Regions from separate parts of the Mus musculus genome. Here all the other regions are linked to region 1. A link is a contact called in public promoter capture Hi-C data. All regions are on one chromosome and are shown on one strand. Each heading gives the region's core, a stretch centred on a gene start, on an enhancer-like site or on the middle of the called end of the contact. The rest is flanking DNA. Distances are from core to core; before and after follow the strand shown. Region 1 holds the start of Styx (serine/threonine/tyrosine interaction protein). Region 2 holds the start of Supt16 (SPT16, facilitates chromatin remodeling subunit). Region 3 holds the start of Hnrnpc (heterogeneous nuclear ribonucleoprotein C).

Evidence for each region. Promoter capture Hi-C pulls out the DNA fragments that hold promoters and counts their contacts.
Region 2: a contact with region 1 is called in a promoter capture Hi-C map of cranial neural crest. The contact joins the promoter of Supt16 here to the promoter of Styx in region 1. A contact is called at or near these places in 3 of 39 promoter capture datasets (cranial neural crest, hippocampal neurons and liver) and 1 of 484 Hi-C or Micro-C datasets (cortical neurons).
Region 3: a contact with region 1 is called in a promoter capture Hi-C map of pre-B cells. The contact joins the promoter of Hnrnpc here to the promoter of Styx in region 1. A contact is called at or near these places in 4 of 39 promoter capture datasets (cranial neural crest, frontonasal cranial neural crest, maxillary cranial neural crest and 1 more).

The regions. Positions count from the first base shown.
Region 1 is chr14:45,349,722-45,352,508 of GRCm38.p6, forward strand. It overlaps Styx (serine/threonine/tyrosine interaction protein), which reads left to right and starts at 1,465. Exons shown (of 11, transcript NM_019637.3): 1 at 1,465-1,808. The coding sequence starts at 1,752.
Region 2 is chr14:52,195,874-52,198,660 of GRCm38.p6, forward strand. Supt16 (SPT16, facilitates chromatin remodeling subunit) reads right to left here and starts at 1,366. Exons shown (of 26, transcript NM_033618.3): 1 at 1,212-1,366. The coding sequence starts at 1,277. It overlaps Chd8 (chromodomain helicase DNA binding protein 8), which reads right to left. Exons shown (of 38, transcript NM_201637.3): 38 at 2,278-2,787. The coding sequence ends at 2,719.
Region 3 is chr14:52,102,642-52,105,428 of GRCm38.p6, forward strand. Hnrnpc (heterogeneous nuclear ribonucleoprotein C) reads right to left here and starts at 1,380. Exons shown (of 9, transcript NM_001170981.2): 1 at 1,248-1,380. It also overlaps a transcript of Rpgrip1 not described here.

The DNA of each region.
Region 1 (2,787 bases), core at 215-2,714:
TAGGTATGTAATTCTTCTTTTCTCTCTCTCTCTCTCTCTCTCTCTCTCTCTCTCTCTCTCTCTCTCCCTCCCTCCCTCCCTCCCTCCCTCCCTCCCTTTCTCTCTCTCTCTCTCTCTCTCTCTCTCTCTCTTTGGTTTTTCGAGACAGGGTTTCTCTGTGTAGCCCTGGCTGTCCTGGAACTCACTCTGTAGACCAGGCTGGCCTCGAACTCAGAAATCTGCCTGCCTCTGCCTCCCAAGTGCTGGAATTAAAAGGGTATGCCACCACTGCCCAGCTTCCCCTTTCTTTTTGAGACAAGGTCTCACTATGTACCCCTGGCTGGCCTGGGACACTTACTGTGTGGGTTAGGCCAGTCTCAACTCACAGACATTTTCTTGCCTCTCCTGAGTGGTGGAATTAAAGGCATTTACCACAATACTTGCCATTGGATTATTTTTTAATTAAAAATTACTAGCAGGGTATTCTGTGCCTTTTGTAATTCTTAAAGCTGGATAATAGTTTATGTAACACTAGAGAGCATAGACCATCTAATTAGCCACCTAATTTTTGAACAGCTATCCTGTATATTGAACATGCATTACATATATGACAACATGAAAAGAGTTAAGAGGAAATCCAAGTTAAACACGCGGTCCTTCCACTTTAAAGGATTTTTTTTTTTTTTTTTTTTGATAATGACAGTCCTGAGGTCTCTAGGAAGTAGTGTTAAAATACAGTGAAAAGTAGTGATAGTCTTAGTTACACACTTTGCAGCCTTCAGTGATTCCTTCAGTGAGACCAAAGGTGGTTCAGAAGTTCAAACCAGGCCTTTAATCATTTCATCTCAGAACTCTTGTAAATTTGAGGACCAGCCTGGTGTACATAGCGAGACCCTGAAGAAGGTATATTCTTCAAAAATTATTAACTCTAACGCCAGCTCCTCACACAATCATCTTTTATGTTGAAAAATAGGCTCGGAGAAATCTTAAAGAGTACCGAATACAATTTAGTAAGTAAACTATCATTTACATTTCTGATGACTTTTTTTAAGAATCATTTTCTTGAAATTTTCTGGATAATTTGAGTTGTTAACACTCCGGAGTATACCTAAGAGGCCACTTTCTACTTTGTTTAAAGATGATGGGTATCTCGGGGTTTTTTGTTTTTGTTTTTTTCGTAGTCTAACATGAATTTAAGCTGAACTCTTCCTGTTTGGTTATGACTTCCCCCACGGATTGGATCGAGCAGCATTCCTCTGAGTGTGGAGGACACTTTGAAGGGACGGACTCCCATCCCATTTGGGAAGGCCTTGGCCCCGACCGCTCCTCCCCTACGGCCGCAGCTCCGCCCTGCGGGAAGCTCCTCCCCCCGCGTCTGCGCGCTCGCGGACGGGCGGGGCGGAGGCGCGCTGACACCTGGCGGCGGGGGCGGGCCGTCGGCGAGCGTGGGCTGGGATTGGCTGGGCCGCGTGGGCTGGGGCGGGAGGAGACGGTTATGGGCTCGTGCCTGGGTCGGATCCCGGCTCTCTGAGGGGCGCGGAGACCTGCGGGAGGGACACGGCCGCAGCATGGCGGCCGGCAGCGCACCGCCCTGCCCTCCGCCTTCCTGTCGCAGCCGCTTGGATCCTGTGGTCCGCGAGTGCTTGCTGTGAGCCTGCCGCGCGTCAGCCCCCCCACCGCTCGCCCGCCCGCCCGCCCTCCTTCCCTTGTCGCCTCTGCCAGCCCGGAGGGCGGCCGGGCGCACCGCGCCCACCCACCGGGGCCCTGGGACCATGGAGGACGTGAAACTGGAGTTCCCCTCGCTCCCGCAGTGCAAAGACGACGCCGAGGTGAGTGCCCGGCGGCCCGCCCTGCCGCGGGCAGCCCCCGGGTCTCCGGCCAAGCAGCGCCTCTGGCCCAACTGTCCCAGACTCTTCCCTTTCCCCTTGGGCGTGAAGGGGCGTCAGTGAGGTCCTCCTCCCGCGGGACCCTATCGGAGGAGCCAACCCGGAGAGTACTCTTGACCACTCGCCTCGGCGTTGAGGCTTTTCGTGAACACAGACTCTTCCTTACCAGAGCAACACGCTGTGGAGTTGTTTTTAATCTGAGCTTGATGTTAGATTCACATGCGGGACACATAGCCAGCCCCACGTGTGGAATAGATCGGAGGCGTGAACTCTGGAATTGCACCCCTCTAATAGTACTCAAGTCAAAAACCAACCACCACCACTACCAAAAAACCCACAAAAAACGATGACTAGCGTGGGGCGGGGGGGGGGGGGGAGTAGAAAAGCTAAGCTTCTTTGAATTTGAAAATTTTTAGTAACAAATCTTGCCTGTACTATCGAGAGCAAAATTCTCCCAATTTATGATTTAAGGGTTCTTTTCACCCCACCTTGATTTTTTTCTTTACCTAACATCTGTTGCAAATATTTTATGGTACCAGAAACTGTTAAGTTAGAGTTTGCCAGAGGCTAAAATTAGTGACAAGGATTCTTACCTGTGACACTTAATAGGATCAAAAAAGGATTCTAGAGTTTTGCTTGTGTGTTTGATATAAGTCCTGGCTGTCCTGGAACTCACTAGACGAGGCTGGCCTGAAACCCAAAGAGATCCACCTGCTTCTGTACCCCAAATGCTGGGATTGAAGGTGTACACCCCTTAATCTCTCAGTGTTTTAAAGGTATTTGGGACTACTCTTGGCTGGCACACTTGTAACCCCTCTACTTGGGAGGTGGAAGGAGAAAGGAGGGGTCACTGTAGCCTTGGTTCTATAGCAAATTTGAGACCAGTCTCAGTTACAGATGAGATGGAGACTTTATACCAAAT
Region 2 (2,787 bases), core at 116-2,615, 6.8 Mb after region 1:
AACATACATGAATGCAAAATACCCATAAATATTAAAAAAAAAAAAAAGCTTTAAAAGTTTATTATTTCAGGGCTGGCTGTAGAAACGGGGGCTTTTGATTATCATCATTGCATACATCATAACACAGTGACAGTAAATATTCCCTGGATAGGGATATAGCTTAATGGTAAAACACAGAGGTGGTGGTAGGGCCAATCCTCAGGACCAAACAATATAATTTTGTGATAGAGACCACTAAGTCATCTAAAAAAAATTAGCCAATAAAGTGAAAAACCCTATATTATTTTCAGCACGCAATGCATCTTGCTTAAAAGATACATAGGCTTTTTTCTGATGAGGCAGGAAAAACAACCGACTTCAGTAAAGGTTCAATTTTATTTACTAAATGACGAGCCGATTGATACAGTCTCACTATGAAGCACAGGCAGGCTTGAAACTAGTCATTTTCCTGCCTCAGCCTCAGAAATCATGGGATTACATGCAGGAGCCAAGAATGGAGAGGACCAATCAGTATAAGATAGTTTACAAAGCTGAAACCGGAGTTGGTATTTTTTCAGAGCATTTTCGGCTTTCTTTTTTATCAGTTCTATTTCCCCTCACTCACAAGGTTCAGAGCCCAGACGATAGACCGTTCAGACAGTATGAAATCAATCAAACACTTGTGAAGTTAACAAGTTAACTAGCAAAAAAGTAAGTTTGAAATTATGATTATAAAACAGGGAAACTGCCCAATCTTTGGAGAAGCCCTGGAACTTCCACAGCGTTTTCCTCAACACGTGCCCCCGGTATGCTGCCGACATGGGAAACCGGCTTTGAGGCGTCCCATCAATTAATTCTTAGGAGAGCCCGCAGGTTCCCAGCGCTGGGTCTGTGACCCACGCAGGGCCTAAGGAGAAGCAGCGGGGCGCGGGAGCAGCATTTCTCAACTCCAGCAGAGGCCGGGGAGCGGGGAGCGCCAAGAGCTCCGGGCACAGCTTTCGCGCCCCTTTCCCGCAAACGGTAATTGTGGCGGGACCTGGGCGGGCCGCTGTGGCCGCGGGGCGGGCCAGGCGCGTGCGGACCCCGCAGGCGCAGCACGGCGCGGCGAGCCGGACGCTGCCGGGGCAGGCGGGAGCGCGGCGGAGCCGGAGGTTTCTGGCTGAGGGGGAAAAGGGCGCCGGGAAGCAGGCTATTATGGGATGTGGGGCTCCCGGGGGCGCGGGGCTCCTTACCCGCCAGTTACTGTACAATCTCTTCACTCGCCGGTAGTACGCGTCTTTGTCCAGAGTCACAGCCATTGCCCTGGACGCCGCTTCCCGTCGGGCTCCGAGAATCACGCGAGGTCCCAGCTCCGCCACCCGCGCTCGGCCCGGAATCCCGCACTCTCTGTGACCCGGAAGTACCGACCGCCCGGTATCCCCTTCCGCTTCCGGGTCCCTAGAGCGTCGAAGATTTAAAAAGCGAAAAAACCAAACCCACCGCTCGTTCCGTAGGGTGGCGGGAGGAAGGGCAACCGAGGACGCAAAAGTGAAGTCAACAGACCGAGGTGCAGCGCGGGCTCGCGGGCTCTGGAAGCTCTCTCCGGCGCCAGAGGCTCCCGTCACGTGACCCGCCCACTTTCCGAGCTCCGGGCGCTCTGGGCGGCGGGCAGAGGGAGGGGAGCAGAAAGAGCGGGACCCGCGTGCAGCCAGGCGCAGGAGTGAGTCCTCTGCCCCAGGGCAGGCCAGTGACCGCCCCGGGGAAGGCACTCTCAACCAAACACTGCACCCCAGAGGGACGGAGCCCACCTTCGCGAATAAGCTGCGCGGTGGGCAGCAGAGTAGGAAGGAAAGGTTCTGTTTTCCTTTAAGAGATGGGCCGGTAGGGTGGAAGGAAACAAATGGCTCGGAGTGGCTCCTAAACTTTGTAGTTCTTTCCAGCCTCGCGAAGACCCAAGTTGTGAAGGCACCCTTTTTGTCAGCGTGTACTTTTGCTGTATTTCATGAAAAGCCACATTATTCTCTGGCTTTCCCCAAGAATAGTTATCCTGACTAATTGAAAAAAAAAATATGGCTCTTGAAATTAATCCTCGTTTAAGAATGTGAAGTACAATTCAAAATATTTTACCTCTTTATCTTGTATCATTTCCTTGGCTTTAACAAACGGGATAACCCGCCATTATATATGCCTATTGAGGACTACAAATGGCTTTTCTATTAGTTGCAACAGTATTGAACTGTAGGAGAATGGTGTTTAAATTACGCAGCAAAAAACAGTACTTATATTGTGTTTAAGGAAACAGAACATAGGAAGAATGGAAAAGGATTAACTTAAATTTATTAATGCCAAGGGGAAGGAAGGTAACAGTTCCTGACCCTCCAGCTGTAGCCACAGTTTGGCCAGGAACAGGCTCTGCCAGAGGCTAGGGCCAGCGCTACATAGTCTGTGGTTAATGGAGGCGTCTGGGGAGGGGTGAGCACACCAGCTGCTCTAAGCTCCTTTGCTTCCCCAGAAACGAGGAAGTGGTCATTTATTATTTTTTTTTTTTAGGAGTTCCCCTGCCCACCCAATCCTCTCAAAATTGGGAGCAATTGGGTACAAGTTTTTTGTTTTTTTTTGTTTTTTGTTTTTTTCTTTTTCTTTTCACCTCCTGAAGTCTTGGGTTTCCCCATATTGTTCCCTGCCCCTCCCACATTTCCAAAGTCCAAGGGCCAGAGTAAGGGATTCCAGCAGCCACCCATCACGGGTCTATATGGGGCTTCAGTCGTCAGCATCTTCACTGGAGTCTGAGTTGGCTGGCATCATAGGGTCATCAATGAGTGAGAAGTC
Region 3 (2,787 bases), core at 130-2,629, 6.8 Mb after region 1:
AGAGGCAGGCGGATTTCTGAGTTCGAGGCCAGCCTGGTCTACAAAGTGAGTTCCAGGACAGCCAGGGCTATACAGAGAAACCCTGTCTTGAAAAACCAAAAAAAAAAAAAAAAAAAAAAAAAAAAAGAACTCAACACCTACAAGAGAGAAACTAATTTGTTTTTAAGCACGGTTTTACTATGTAGTCCTGGGCTGCCTTGCAATGGGTAAGGGGTCCTGTCTCAGAGCCTCCACAATACAAAGATTACTGGCCTGCACTATCATACATAGCTATAAACTGCCTTTTTGAGTTTTAGAGGGATAGGACTAGTACTGAGGTAGCTGTAAACCCTTGCTGTGCCTTTTAATTATTGTTCCCAAGTCCAGCTTGAAATTTTTCTGCTAACATCCGTGTCAGGTCCCCTCCCCCCAAAAATAAGCCTTTCCCCCTATTTATTTATTTACGAAACAGAGTTTCTCTGTGTATCCTGGGCAGTCCTAGAACTCAAAGAGATCTGCCTGTCTCTGCCTCCCAAGTGCTGGGATTAAAGGCGCGCACCACCTAGAAACTCAGTGAAAATACTTGACCTGTCTAGTACGATCCTGTCAACCGCTTCTAAGGCTCAATTCTCTCTATGACAGTAGTACCTACCTCAAGTTCCACTAACTTATGATTTGTAACCTGCAGATAAAATGTGAGCTGTAATTATTCCAATTAAAATTAATCTTCCGCACTTCCCTTTACAAACACAAGCACTCCGACTTTTAACCATTTTACCCCTAGAGGAAAAAAGTAATGATTACTCAACCTATTGTTAAAACGCCGTTCAGATGCCATGTAGCCAGCCTGGAATTTAGAAGCTTCCAGTCCGACACCACCATGTTATCGCTCCCCTACCCCCACCCAGCGTCTATCTTCGGAAGTGATAACGGAATCCGTAAGATATCCCCGACAATTACATCAACAAGCATTTCGTTCTTCGCTTTCTTGGTCCCCCCTTGGAATCCCTGATGGGCAAAGAAAATCAAAGTAGCCGTTAAACCCGAGCGCGCAGACAGGGTATTTTCGTACGCACCGTGGCCTGGAGGTCACTAGGTTGACTCCGCGCCAAGGCCGAGGCCCTGTTGCCTCCCGCATGAGACCCAAGTCCCCACCGCACGGGAACAAACGCGGCCTCGGCTTCTGCCGCGAGGCCGGTTTCCCCCTTACACACGCTGGCGGGGCCCAGCAGCCCAGGGCCTCCCCTGCACTCGCCCCCTTCGCTTACCAAAAGGAAGGAGAGAGAGAAGAGACCGCCTCTCCTACTGCGAGTCTACGCCGAGACGCCGGAGCTACAACAGCGAAGAACCACACGACCGTTCGCTCTCCGTCTCCTCACAAAATGGCCCCCGAGCTCCTCTGCCGCCGAGGCGAAAGTCCAGCCCCCGCCTCGTTCCTGGAGGCGTTCCTATTGGCTGTGACTTTTCTCGCTCCCGCTCCTAATTAGCGAGCGCTACCGCTCCTCACAATTCCGTCCAATCATAATCCGAGGTGGGTTGGGCTAATTGCGAGAATTTCCACATGCGTAACAGAGGCTAGTTAGTAATTGGTTCAGCTTCATGCCACTTAGTGACTGACGGATGGTTATTGGTCAATGTACCAGACGGAAAGCTGGGTGGAATTTTCGCCTTTGTATCGCGCACAGCTTCTCATCCGGGTATCCGGCGGATCTGACTGACGGCCGCATCGTCCTATCAGTGCTTCTGAGAGCTCCCAGGTCCGGCCAGATCACCGCATTTCCGCGGCGCGGGGGTGGGAGAGCCTGGGTGGAGTCTGGTAGCGGGTGCAAACGGCCTGCCCTAGCCCCAGGCCTAGGAAAAGGGAAACGCAAACAAGCTTCTGAGAAGGGAGGAGAGTTATCTCTAGGCCGTCTACTAGCTCTGCAGTTATTATCAAATTCAGATCCCTTCTTTCTGCCAGATTCTATAAGCTGTTGGGAGGACATGGCCTTCTCAGTGAACAGCTCCCCCTCCAAACCAACTGGGTTCTGTAGTTCTCTCCTGCAGGAGCAATTACCCGACCTCCTATAAACCCGCTTCCTTGTCCCAAGTCGCCACACAGTCTGCAAACCCAATGGCCAGCCACCTCAATTTCCCACTTTCTAGAATAGACTACTTAATCCCCTCAGGTTTGGTCTGCCACTAAAGCTCTGGTTATACTGTAGGAACATTAAATACACTGAAATGTATATATAGCTTACGGAGAAAAGGAGATTGTATCCCAGAAAAATTTCCTGATTTTTTTTAATCTTTAGATCTTTAAACCTTTGCCTTTTTCTTTCTTTCCTTTTTTTTCTTTTTTTTTTTTTTTTAAGAAAAAGATTTATTTACTGTTTTTATATGAGTACACTGTAGCTGTCTTCAGACACACCAGAAGAGGGCATCCGATCCCACTACAGATGGTTGTGAGCCACCATGTGGTTACGATCAGGACCTTTGGAAGAGCAGTCAGTCCTCTTAACCTCTGAGCCATCTCTCCTGCCTAGCCTTTGTCATTTTCAAAAGATTTATTTTATGTAAACCAGTCCAACGAGTTTATGTGTTCCCAATTTTACATCTTATTTTTAAAAAGAAAAGTTTGGGCTAGGTAGTGTTTCAAGTGCAAGCCAGCCTGGTCAAGTTTCAGGACAGCTAGAGCTATAGAGTGAAACTCTATCTTGAAAAAACAATAAATATAAGTAGGTAGGTAGATTGACAGACAGACAGACAGACAGATAATTGGGGAGCCAGAAAGATGGCTTAGCAGTTAACAACAACTGCTGCTCTTCC